Regions from separate parts of the Mus musculus genome. Here region 2 is linked to region 1. The links are chromatin contacts, called in public Hi-C maps. All regions are on one chromosome and are shown on one strand. The core of a region is the stretch at or near the end of the contact, and the rest is flanking DNA. Distances in the headings are between cores, read along the strand shown. Region 1 holds the start of Gm24200 (a small nuclear RNA gene). Region 2 overlaps Slc9a9 (solute carrier family 9 (sodium/hydrogen exchanger), member 9).

What was found. A called contact is a pair of places that touch in the nucleus more often than the background predicts.
Region 2: a Hi-C map of adipose-derived mesenchymal stem cells shows a contact between it and region 1, with 2.4 times the contacts expected there. The contact joins two enhancer-like sites.

The regions. Positions count from the first base shown.
Region 1 is chr9:94,283,975-94,289,765 of GRCm38.p6, forward strand. It overlaps Gm24200 (a small nuclear RNA gene), which reads left to right and starts at 522; the gene lies at 522-678. Within about 2 kb of position 3,802, at least 5 of the 459 cell types and tissues checked have an H3K27ac peak or open chromatin away from gene starts, as enhancers often do. A contact at or near this core is called in adipose-derived mesenchymal stem cells, where this site is marked.
Region 2 is chr9:94,699,942-94,706,178 of GRCm38.p6, forward strand. The region is part of intron 2 of Slc9a9 (solute carrier family 9 (sodium/hydrogen exchanger), member 9); the gene reads left to right. Among named protein-coding and RNA genes, the nearest start is that of Slc9a9, 33 kb to the left of the region's middle. Within about 2 kb of position 1,655, at least 56 of the 459 cell types and tissues checked have an H3K27ac peak or open chromatin away from gene starts, as enhancers often do. A contact at or near this core is called in adipose-derived mesenchymal stem cells, where this site is marked.

The DNA of each region.
Region 1 (5,791 bases), core at 2,552-5,051:
GACAATCAATTTGCAGTTTTGATTAAGTGAAAGACCAATTCAAAAATATGTATGTGTTCTTTAGAAAATGGGGCGCTAGTGTCGAGGATATAGAAAAGCAATAAAGCATTTGTCTGGCATGAATGAGGCACAGGTTCAATCCCTATCACAATGAAAGTGGAAAATGAAAAGGAACACAAACACATAGCTAAGTCAATACTCAAAACAAACAAACTAGTCATACCTAGCTGCAGATATACACAAGATTCATATTTTTAACTTCTGTCTCAGAAAGTAAAACACTTCAGTACTAAAGTATTTGATAAGAGTGTAGAATTGCTCAAGATATCTGGTGTTTTCAGGATTCCCTATCAATATTTTTGGCAATTCTCCCAGTAAAGCTAGTGATACGTTATCTTTACTGACTGCAAGAAACTTGTATTAAACCCTTGGAGATATTCCTTCAACTTCAACACTTGTCAAAAATTGAATATAATCTGAACTGCAGAAAAATAGGTGTTTAATTGATGATTCACTATAAAATACTTACCTGGCAGGGGAGATACCATGATCATGAATGTGGGTCACTCAGGGTGAGGCTTATCCACTGCGTTCTAGATATGCTGACCACTGACATGTCCCAGATGTAGGAAACACAACTGCATAATTTGTGGCAAAGAGTGATTATATGAACACTCTCCCCTGTTAAAAAATAATCCATCACAAAATTGTTTCTTCATAGATAATAGCTATAGACATCTAATTAGACTATAGATCGGTAGTCATACATGGATCATATACATTGCTGAAACTCCATATCTTAGACGGATGTTATAAATGATTATTGATATATGTACATAATATGTCCACCGTGAAAGTAACTTCAAATACATCTCATTGTGACTTCACAAAATGCTCCTGCATGCTTCAGATGGGCTCAAAGACAGCAATTCAGAAATTGTAATAAAATTGAGAGCGAAAGTGTGGTATTTTGTTTGCTTGTTTTTTGAGACATGGTTTCACTATATGGCTCTAGCTGTCCTGGAACTCACTCTGTAGACCAGGCTGACCTTGAACTTACAGAAATCTGTCTGTCTTACCTCTCCAGTGCTAAGATTAAAGGCATGTACCACCACTTCCCAGCTAAGAACTATTATCTTAAAATCTCATGGATATCTTGAAGTACCATGGCTCTCCATAGAAGATTCCAAACATCAGCTGGAACTCTTGAGGGTGAAGTGCAGACTCTGAGTTTAATGAGCTGCCCAGGTGGTTGCAATGTGCATGGGACCATGAAAAGCAGTGTTCTCTCTTAAGCAAGCGTTTTGTGTATGCACTAACTTTGTTTTACTTTTATGTTTGAAATAAAATAAATGTAGACTTTTTTATTTATTTTGTTTTTGAAATAAAACAAAATGTAAATTTTGTTCCTTTGAAGTCACAAATAATCCAAACGCCCATCTTCTCCAGGCAACCCAACAACTCTAATTAGGAAAGAAAGTATTTTTTGTTCTATTAGCCCCAATTCTGTTAATAAAAAAAACAAAAACAAACAAACAAAAAAAAAACCCTAATTACATTGTGAAAATTGCAATGAGTCAGAAGCTCAGATGAAAGAATAGAGAAGCAAATCAATGAGTAGACATTTTCCACTCAAGTGTCTATGGGGTCATTACATTCTTCTTGTTTCCTATTTACACCCCCACTAGAATCCCTAAGATTAAAGACTGGTAATGGGCAATACATTCTTCTCAGAATGGCAATGAAAGTCATCCAATAGAGTAACATGAATATCAAGTTCAGACTTATGCCAAGAAATTAATTTGCCTTTCTCCTCAGATAGAGATAGACACACAAAGACAAGATAGAAGTAAATAGCATCTCAATATTTTCGAATCATTATCATTTTCTTCTTGTATGTATCTGGAGACACAAGGTCACATATAGTTCAGGTTGGCCCTGAACACAGTATTTTTAGCCAAGTATTATATGTCTTGTCCTGAGGAGATTTGCACAAACATCAGTGTACCCTAAAGAGGGCATCAACAATGGATTGAAGAGATGATTTCAACACAGCACTACTTGGTGAACCCATTAGTTTCCTGGGCTTATTTACAGAGCATAGGTGACAAGACTACTAAGTGCATGGGTGACTCCAGCACAGCAAATCATCAGAAAATATGAATTTCTGCACCACATGGGGGAAGCTCAGCTGGTCAGAGTTTTTACTCCCTATTAGTTGTAACTGCTAAGAATGGGGTGGGGGGGGGGGTTATGAATCTTCTAAGTTTCAGGAACTTCCTGAGACTTGTAAAATGCTTGATTCCCAAGTTTTCGAAGGTTTGCTTACTTCCTAGATTGAGGAGCTTAAATGCTTAAATCTGGGGGAAATTATTATAAAACAGGGATATTATAAAACAAGGAGGCAAGCACTGAACTTTTTATGTCCCTGCTTCTAAGTGCTAGGATGCTGGTATATGTCACTACACCTAGCCAAATCGGCTTAATTTAAACCATATTTTGTCTCTTACTTAAATCTGTGGAGCAAGGGTTCCTGAAGTGATATATTCAGTGGTCCATATGGTCAATCAATAGATCTACAGGTACTTGGATCTATTTTTCAAGGAAAAAAACAATAGAACAATTATGTTAACAAACATCCTGGAAAGTCTTCAAATAAAATGCTTTGTTTTTCTTGTTACTAGTATCATAATGATCACTGACTGGAAAGTTGTGGGCCTACTAAGAGTGTAATGATCAATTCTTCTTACATATCCTTCAGTTAAGAGAATGCACTTTCTATTTCTGATGGTGAATATTCTACCATTTATACTTTTATAATTGTGAGTTTAGTATTTTCTCTTATTAAGTTTCATGCAGAGAAAATGTTCCTATTTGAAAATTTGGATCACTGACTCCAAAGAGGTTCAGTGATGCATGAAGATAATGTTGACAATAATAATAATTTTGAAGACTCAGAACATCAGACAAATAAAAGGGCATGGAACTCCATCGCAAATGTAGAAGTTAATTTGTATGCATTTCAATAAGTGAATATTCTAGTGTGACGATTTTGCATAAACAGATGAAAATGGAAAAGAATATCTGAAACTGGATGTTTAGAGAAACATATCTATTGGCTCCCAGCCCACTTCCATTTTGTGTTATGAAACTCCTTCCAGAAAATGTCATAAACCCATAGAAGCTTCATGTTTTAAAGATAATAAATATATGATCACGTTTTTTAATGAAAAATTAATTTTGTGGCCTGGCCAAAAAGAAAAAGCTATAGAACCACATTACACAGTAACTCATCCCATGACCCTCATTTAGTTCTAAGTCACTTTAGATAACTTCTCTGTTAAATTATAGCCTATGACCTCATGTCATCGTCAGCTATAGTCAATCGTTTTTTCTATACCAATTCTTTTTTTTTGTTATTAATTTGTGCTTGGTCTTCAGGCACACTACCAAAACATTTCAGTAATAATTAGCAATTTCTGTCCTGACTGATTACATTTCTAAGGTCACCCAATTCCTTTGGATGCTTGCTGTGAGTAGCTGGAGCCTGTTAGTGCATTAAGGAGCTTCCCTTCTGTTCCAAGTCAAGAGTTTTTAACATCAACTGGTATATTTATAAAATGTTCTAAAGGCATTACTTGAGATAATTAAATGGCATTTCCCCCTTTAATCTGTTTCTGTGGAGAATTGCATTAGATTTTCTGATGATGAAATGCCTAACATTCCTGAGATAGTAGCATCTTTAAATCACACCTCTCAAACCTGGCACTTTCTTTGCCCGTGACTCACTTTGATTGCTTCATCTATGCTTAGCTATCCTTCTTATCTGCAGTTCTCCCCACCCTTTGCGTTGCTCATCACAATTGTGGCTTCAAAATATTAAACAAAAAATACCAGAAATAAAATGTTGTAAGTCTTAAAGTGCTTGCCATTCTGAGAAGAGTGATGAATTTTTGTAATATCTTACTCCCTACCCAGAACAGAAATCATTCCTTTGCCCAGAGTATCCATCGGTTTAGGCTGCCAGACACTTATCGCTTAGAAGATGCCTCACTCACCAGGTGAACTGTCTTAGGATTGCAGAACTGCATACGGGGTTCACATAACCTTGAATTATTTAATAATAGCCCAACGCTCAAGGGTAGTGATTCTGTCAACTCAGATATTCCAATGAGAAGCTAGCACGGTTCTTTTGTGCAAAAATGTGAACATTCTTAACTTAAGGAAAGAAAAAATAAAGAAGCTACTAGTTTAGCTGCTGAGATCTATGTGAATAATGGAGCTTTAGAATTATCAAGGAAAATAAAGCTTTGTATTAATTTGTGCCTACATCCCAAAGTAAAAATTAAAGGGAGAAAAGCATTAAAATATAGTGCCCAGTACACTAGTCACAGACTCAGACTACCACCCACATACACTTATCCTCTTCAGATATGGGGAGTTATAGATAGGATATTAGTGGGAGTTAATTATATTGTCCTAGAATAATAATGTCTGTCTTGGTTTTCCTAAAACCTAGCTTAGAAAATTAATGAGACAGTCTTATGCCATTTGGTCACCTGGAAGAACTGCTGATCCATGACAACTCATTTCTTTTGCTTCTGATGAGTCAGTAAACTACAAGGCACTAAGAGAAAATAAACAATTTTATGTTTAGGTATGCATGGTTTTAAGTGTTTTAACCCTTGCTGTGTTATTTGTTGCTTTATATTTCATTAAACAGGTTTTACTCCTAGAACACAAGATATATTGTTTCAAATCTAAAAATAGTATATTTTCAAATATGCTCATTTCCCTAGAGCTGGTTGTAGTCCCTCTATTATTTTTGTTACATTCCATTATTTATTTTATCAACACCTTGTACAAATCTAGCAAATATTTACCAATATTGGCACCTATCTCCTTGACTTATCAGTAAGATTTTATTCTATGTATATTTCCCATTTTATCTATAGGAATTTCTTTTTCCTAACTGGTTAGCCATGTGTTTGTCCATTGAACATGGGTCTCATCCCAGCTGGGCTCTAGCCCTGGATTCTCCGGATCCTTCTTCACCTCTGGCTGATTAATGCCATCCATCTCTTAGAGCCCTGTTTTCACAAGTGCCCCACCCTCACCCCCCATAGCAGTCATCTGGACAGTCATCAGTGTATCTTCTTTATCATTCTCGGGAAACTGCAAACTCATCCCAATCAGACTCACTATAACTATTAAAATGGAGAGAGCAGGGAGCAGAGAGAGGCAAGAGAGAGAGAGAATGAGAGAGTGAGGAGGAATGGCAGGACAGTATGAGAAACTTAGGGCTATGTATTAAGTAACAAAGCATTTCACATAGCGAAAAAGAATGATTGAAAGGCCTAGTTGATAGTTGATTGCCTCAAAAGATATTGCTGCCATTTTAATTTGTACTTTGGGGATTGTGTGACTCTTTTGAAAGTTATAATGAGAGCACTTGTGGAGATGTAAGCACTCCCTTGCATGCAGTGGCAATGACTTCTGAAATTGATTATAAAGTTATGGGTTTCTAAAACGAACTTAGGAGTTTTGAGGGGTTTTGTTTTGTTTATTTCTGAGATTTATTTTTGGAGGTAACCACAAACTTACAGAGACCTTGAGAAGTCAATTACAACATTCTTTTCTTGAACCATTTGAAAAGTTACTGGCACTGTGTCCTGTCACTGACAGACCATGATTATGTACAACTCTGACAAAAGCATACTTTTCTATAAACCACTTTGCAAGCACCACTCCCAGGAAGGGAACACTAATCTGAACTTACTCCCAAGAGGCC
Region 2 (6,237 bases), core at 405-2,904, 410 kb after region 1:
TGTGGCCATAGCAGCATCTGTAGAGATAGTCTGTGTCATTTACTGTTTAGCAGTCCACTTCTAGAAAGGCTTTTAAGACTGCACAAAGGCTTAAGCACAAGGATTTCTACCTCAGTATTTTGTGTTGGTGGAAGATAGAAATCAACCCAACTATCAGAGAACAAAATTCCCAGATCCTGATCCAGTCATCCAATAGGATGTTCCAAGACAGTTTCAACACTAGCCAAGATCCACATGCTCATTAATATGGATAATTGATGTCAAAATTGATTTCAAAAGTAGACACTGGGATTCAAATGGATCTTTACTGAATTCCTACAATGTAGACAATGCACGCTACTGATAATTGTTTACTAAAACATATTTCAAAATGAAAGAATGTGTCCGAGAAGGGGAGGACACTGACTGTCCTGTCTGACTTGCTTCCTGGTTGAGATGAAGATGGACTTCAACCAAACACACATCACTTACATTTTCCAGATGTAAGCTGGGTGGGTTACATGCCTGCCAGCACTTAGTAGTTTGACATAGGTGGATTGCTACAAATTTGAGATCAACCTGGCTTACATAGCAAATACCAAATTCCCCAGGACTGCATAGCCCTATCTAAAAGATCACCATCCCCATAAAAAGAATCCTGAAGAAGAATTAAGACCAGAAATAAAATAAAGAATGGTTGTAGCTTAGGATTTTCCAGCCCTGTGCTGCCCCCAAGTGATCAGGACTTGACATGTATGCCTTGGCTGCCCCAGGTTTTACACTCAATAAAAGCCTAAGACAGCCTTACAGAGTGTAGTACATGTGAAGGCAAGCTGCTCAGGCAGGAAGGGAAGCTGATCTAGGGTAGGAAGGGAAGCTGAACCCTGGCAGGAGATGAGCAGGCACAGGGTAAACTCCCACTCCCATTGCCTCCCATAAAATGATGTAGCTCCTCTAAAAATGCCTGCCTCTGACCGTTCTGTATGTAAAGCACCTCCTTACTCTGACAAGTGACCAATACATTTAAGATTTAAGGGCTCTGCATAAAAATCTGAAGAAACGTAAGAGTGTTTTCTGCATGAATAATCATCCCTTAGTGTGGCCAAGCCACAGTCGAGATGTCCCGATTGAAAGGCAGTCGTTATCACTGACGTGCTCCAATGCCTGGACCACTTAATTTTCTCCTGAAGCTCTGTCAATCTCTTAACTTTGCTTCACTCCCCTGTTCAGCCTCCATTTTTCTCCCTCTTTCCTGCTTGCCATCTTTGTCCCTTTATTTTCCTCCCCTTCACCCCTCCTTTATATCTAGTCCCTACTTGCCAGGTCCCTAAAGACACCCACTCCCAGGAGAGAGGGGCCTGGAGCCCACTGTGCCTGCTTTCTCAGCACATACTTCTTCTATAACCCCTGTCCCCACTTCTCCACTGAAGGCAAACGAAAAGGATCAGCAGTGCCTCCAAACCATGGCTGCTGCTCCAGGAACCAGCATCTGGGTAGGGTGGGGCAGGTTGGTCCCTTCCCAGCCCATCTCGGGAGATCTCGAGAGATCAGTCATAAGCAAAACACAGCTCATTTTGGAGGTTTGCATTCTTGTCCCTGTCTGAAGTGATTGAATTTCACATAGACGGTGACTAACTGGGAAAAATGTGTCCCAGATGTGGTGCTCAGAAATTATTCTGAGAACAAGGTTATGTACACAAAGCTCCAGCCTCCCTGTGCATCTGTCACTGATGCTGGCACCTGCATCCAGCAGCAGCAACGTTCTGTAATTCTTTATTGGGCTCTTCTGCAGCTGAGCTCTTTGTCTGCCTCTCAGTCATCTCTGTCTCTGTGTTTCTGTGTCTGTCTGTCTCTCCCTCTAGCTATCTTTCCTTCGGCCTGTATCTCTGTCTCTGTGTTTCAGTCAGTCTTTTTCTCTGACTGTCCCTCTATGTTTCCTTCTGTCTCTCTCTTCTCTGTCTCTGTCAGTCTCTGTCTGTCTCTGTTCATCTCTCCCTGTCTGTCTGTCTCTCTCTCATTCTGTCTCTGTATTTCTGTCAGTCTCTGTCTCTCTCTCTCTTACCGTCTCCTGTCCCCTACTAACCCCTATCCCAGCCTTGTCCTCTACCTGTTTCCTCCCTCTGTCTGTCAGTCTCTGTCTCTCTCTCTCTCTCACTGTCTCCCCCCACCCCCATAGCCCCCGCCTTAAGCCCCATCCCAGCCTTGTCCTCTACCCGTTTTTCCCATGACACTTACTCCCCAGAGACCCTGCTGCACGGATGATTCTGGAGTGTTTCTCCTTGGCTCTGACCTTTCCATCAAGTACACAACTCCAAGTGTTGCAGACAGCCGGGCTCAGTGAGCCAGGGCCCAGGAGGCCTGAGGGGTCCTGACCTTCCCACCCCCACCGAGTCAGCCGCTTCACAGCCACACTGGCTGTCACTCAACCAGGTGTAAAAACATAGGTCTCTTCTTTTTTTCTTTCATTTTTACCTCTCTATTTCAACCTTAAGCCCCACTAATCCTCTCTGCCATCTGCCCAGTTTATTTTAAGCAAATCCTTGTTGAGTGAAGTGCTGTCTGTCTCATTCTGTCAGAGCCACCTCCTTTAGCACCAACCGTCCCTTGAGCTGGCTTTAGTAACTGCAACCCGACAATGTTTTCCTTTTACACAGCTCAACTTCGATGTCTCTGCAAACTAATCTCAAGGGACTTACCTTTTTAAAAGGGGGGGGGGGTGATGGTGGGGAGAATAAAACACTGTATTATTTGAGTAAGTGAGACAGCCATATGACTCGGCATTTAAAAGATTCAAAGTATATGTTGGGCTGTTGATGCTTTTATTCAGTGACTTTTCTGTTGGCCTCGTTTTGCAGCTATAGAGAAGCAGATGGGAGTTCAGCAGTGTAGAGATGGAAAGCAAGGTGGGTAGGGAGGTTACAATGTAGGGACTAGGGGAGAAAGGGAAAAGAGAGGTTAGCAAAGATGTAGGAGCCACATGGAAGGAGTAGGTATCACTTCTACCTGGATTCAGCTGGAATTCAGACCTAGATCCCACCTGAAAACAGTTGACATGTCTGGACAAATAGGGATGGCATGTGTGAGTCCTTCGCAGTTTCAGTCTCATATGCCAGGCGTGCAGCTCTGCCCTTCATCCTTGGGAGCTGATGAATGGTTAAAAGCAACTTTATCCATTTATAGGCTGTTTCTTTAGCTTTCCCAATCGTCACTTCAAGTGTCAGCTGTGCAATATGTCACCATGTACTAACCAGGCCATGGTCTATCCCACCATCTTCTATTGCTCTGTGGGAGCCACATGCATACAAGCCTACTTGGAAAAAACAAATTCTCAGATTAGATCTGCCAAATCAAGTGTGTATAGACAATATTTGCACAGTCATTATCAAATTATACCACTTGGAGATCATCCAAATTTCTATTCCCAGTAGCCATTTGATGTTTGGTCCTGTTTATAAAAGTATCTTGACTTTCTTCATCTTCGAGTGAAGAGAGTTCAAAATCATTACCAGTGGATTTGAGAGTGTTTTACGTATGGGTCTCCAACCCCTGGTCCACAAGCATTTTCTTTCATTTAGATTCGGATCCATAGCAGTCAGAAATCTCCAAATTCATTACTCCTCTGAAGCCACTAGCTGGTAGACACAGAGTGCAAATGGGGAAATGAAATGAGACTCTGTCTGGGAAGCTGGAAACGAAGACCAAACTCACTCACTTGATTAGTGCCGTGGCATAGTCTCATTAAGTATTCTCAGTTTTCCCTTCCTCTTACTTCTGGGGTTCACACCAAAGCTAAGCACGCTAGAAGAAAGATAAGCATATCCATGAACCATCACAGTTGTGTCCTGTGGCTGTGTGCACAAGGTCATCCGAGTCTCCTTTAAAATCGAAAGGTATTGAAAATGCATGCGGGTCCTGAGTTCTGCTTTTTAACATATCTTCACTCATTTTGGTATTTAAAATTATTTTAAGTTACTTGCTACCAGATGTTATTGAATTCATGAAAGTGTCTTGCTTCCCTTGTGGCTTGGAACGCCCTGGCCCATGGGGCCTATATCTGGTGACTGAGCAGGTCTCTGCATGGAGGGGTCCAGGGATTGGTTCTCATTTATCCTGCGAATTCCAACTCGTCTGATGCTTTGATATCAAGAGTTCCCATAGGCCAGCCATCTCAGAGTGGTATCTCTGTCCTGGAGAACTCCAAATTACAGCTTGCCTCAGAGCCTTGAGCCCCACTTGTGCTGTTCGTTGCCTTTCTCTGTTTATAGCCTTTATATACCAATCTGTTACATGATGTATCTTCGGATTCTTTGTACCAAGAGGCCTGCTAAGTTATCAATGACTAAAACATTGAAGATGACTGAACCTGCCATTTTGCTGGCTGTTTTTACTCGTCCAATGGAATCAACTATTCCCCAAATTAACAAAAACCTAGTTCTTAGTTCCATATCTTCCTTTATTATATGAACTTAGTTCCCTTGGGAATTATGCATTTAGTTGGCCCATATCTACACATTCAATTCCCAGTGATATCCCTGTCATGTTGACTGACACTGGGCATGCCATTAATTTCCTCTCCTGTCTCTGGAAAATAGGGATAATTGCATTTGCCAGCTACCACTTTGGAATGTTGTCAGATGTGATGAAATACTGTTTTTAAAAGATGTCTTTGGAAGGTCTAGGCCATATCTATCACAGTCTTTCACCAGTGTGGTTACTTTAGTGCTTATTTACCTAGTAGGTCAGTGGAACATTGGCATGTCTTGTCCGACAAGCATGGAGACTCGTTGCATTCTCAGGCCCAAGCACAGTTTTGCATCTGTAACCTTCTGAAGCCTTGGGGACTAAGCTCAGAATATTCTTTCTGTTCTTGGAAATTTTCTAGTTGTCTTTGGAAACATATGTGTGGGTCATTTTAGTCAAATACTGTTTCCTATGCAAAATAGCATTCCAAATATATTGCACCATTGTGAACAGACTAATAGTCTGCTGACCCCATGTAGTCTTTAAGATTTAATGTAGGTTGCTTAAAAAAATCTGTTCTCTTAAAGCATAGGTAATGCTTGCGTCTCAGAGTCCTAGGCCTGTTGTTTTAAATCAGGCTCGTGTTGAACAGTGAAATAGAATGTTTGCAAACTAAATAATGAGACTGTGGAGTCTCGCTGACTGTGCAAATATTAATATGCTACCCAATTTCCACTAGCCACCAGTGTTAGAGGTAAGAATCCAGTCATCCAGTTCAAAAGCCCAGCATGCCACGTGGCTAGTGGCCACATGGCTAGTGGCCATGTTCCAGTTTCACGGTCATGTTCTGATGGGCAGGGTCTGAAGGTCCAATCTGTAATTTGTGTCTTGAAAGCCATGCAAATCCTTGACTGTGGCATTTTGCCTCTCTGCTCTTCTCCTTCATCCATTGCTTAGGACCCAGTATTTTAATTAAAAAAAAAAAAAAAAAAAGATGGATAGTTCACTACCAGGGCCATGACCAGAGAACAAGTCTGAGGGAAATGGCATGTGGAATTTCCAATGGAGGCTGCCACAGCAGCAAATCCAGCCATTTCTGAGAAATCGTCTGGATTGGAGTCACTCCCAGAACTCTGATTTATCTGCAAGTAAGCCTAGAGCTAGGCTGAAAGGAACACAAATCTGTTTGTATACACAAATAAATCCTCCCATGCTGCGGGCCACTCTCTGCCTGCCAGCCTCATCTCACTGCTCCAGAAACTATAATACGGTGGTGAGGTAGTTAACCCAGATGCAGTGAGTGGAATATTCTGATTATTGAAAAGTTCTGCCTTGGCGGCAGTTAGCCCGATTGCTGCAGGAAAGCAGCAGAGGCTAGGGTTTTCCTGTGAGGAGGTCTTGCCACTGAGAGTTCCCTCTTCCAGATGGTCAGGGCTGTATGCTCATCCCTCCAGCTTGAGCAATGCTCCTCTCTGCTTGGAACACTCGCAGCTGTCCTGCAGATCTAGAGCAATGTCAGTGTAGTGGGGCCAAATCAGGAAGCGTTGACCTAGAGGGAATGTTAAAATCTCTACCCACACTTTAAACAGGTCAGGAGATCCTGAAAATGGAAGAGTTTTGGTTTTGGTTGTTGATGTCTGTTTGTTTGTGTTTTAGTATAGAAATAGTCTTCCCCAAGGAAGAACATACCCGATTATTTGATATGAAATAATCATCCCAGAACACATGTGTGCAAGATATACAGACTCAGCAGGTTATATGTAGGAATATATATATATATATGCAATAACAATGAAA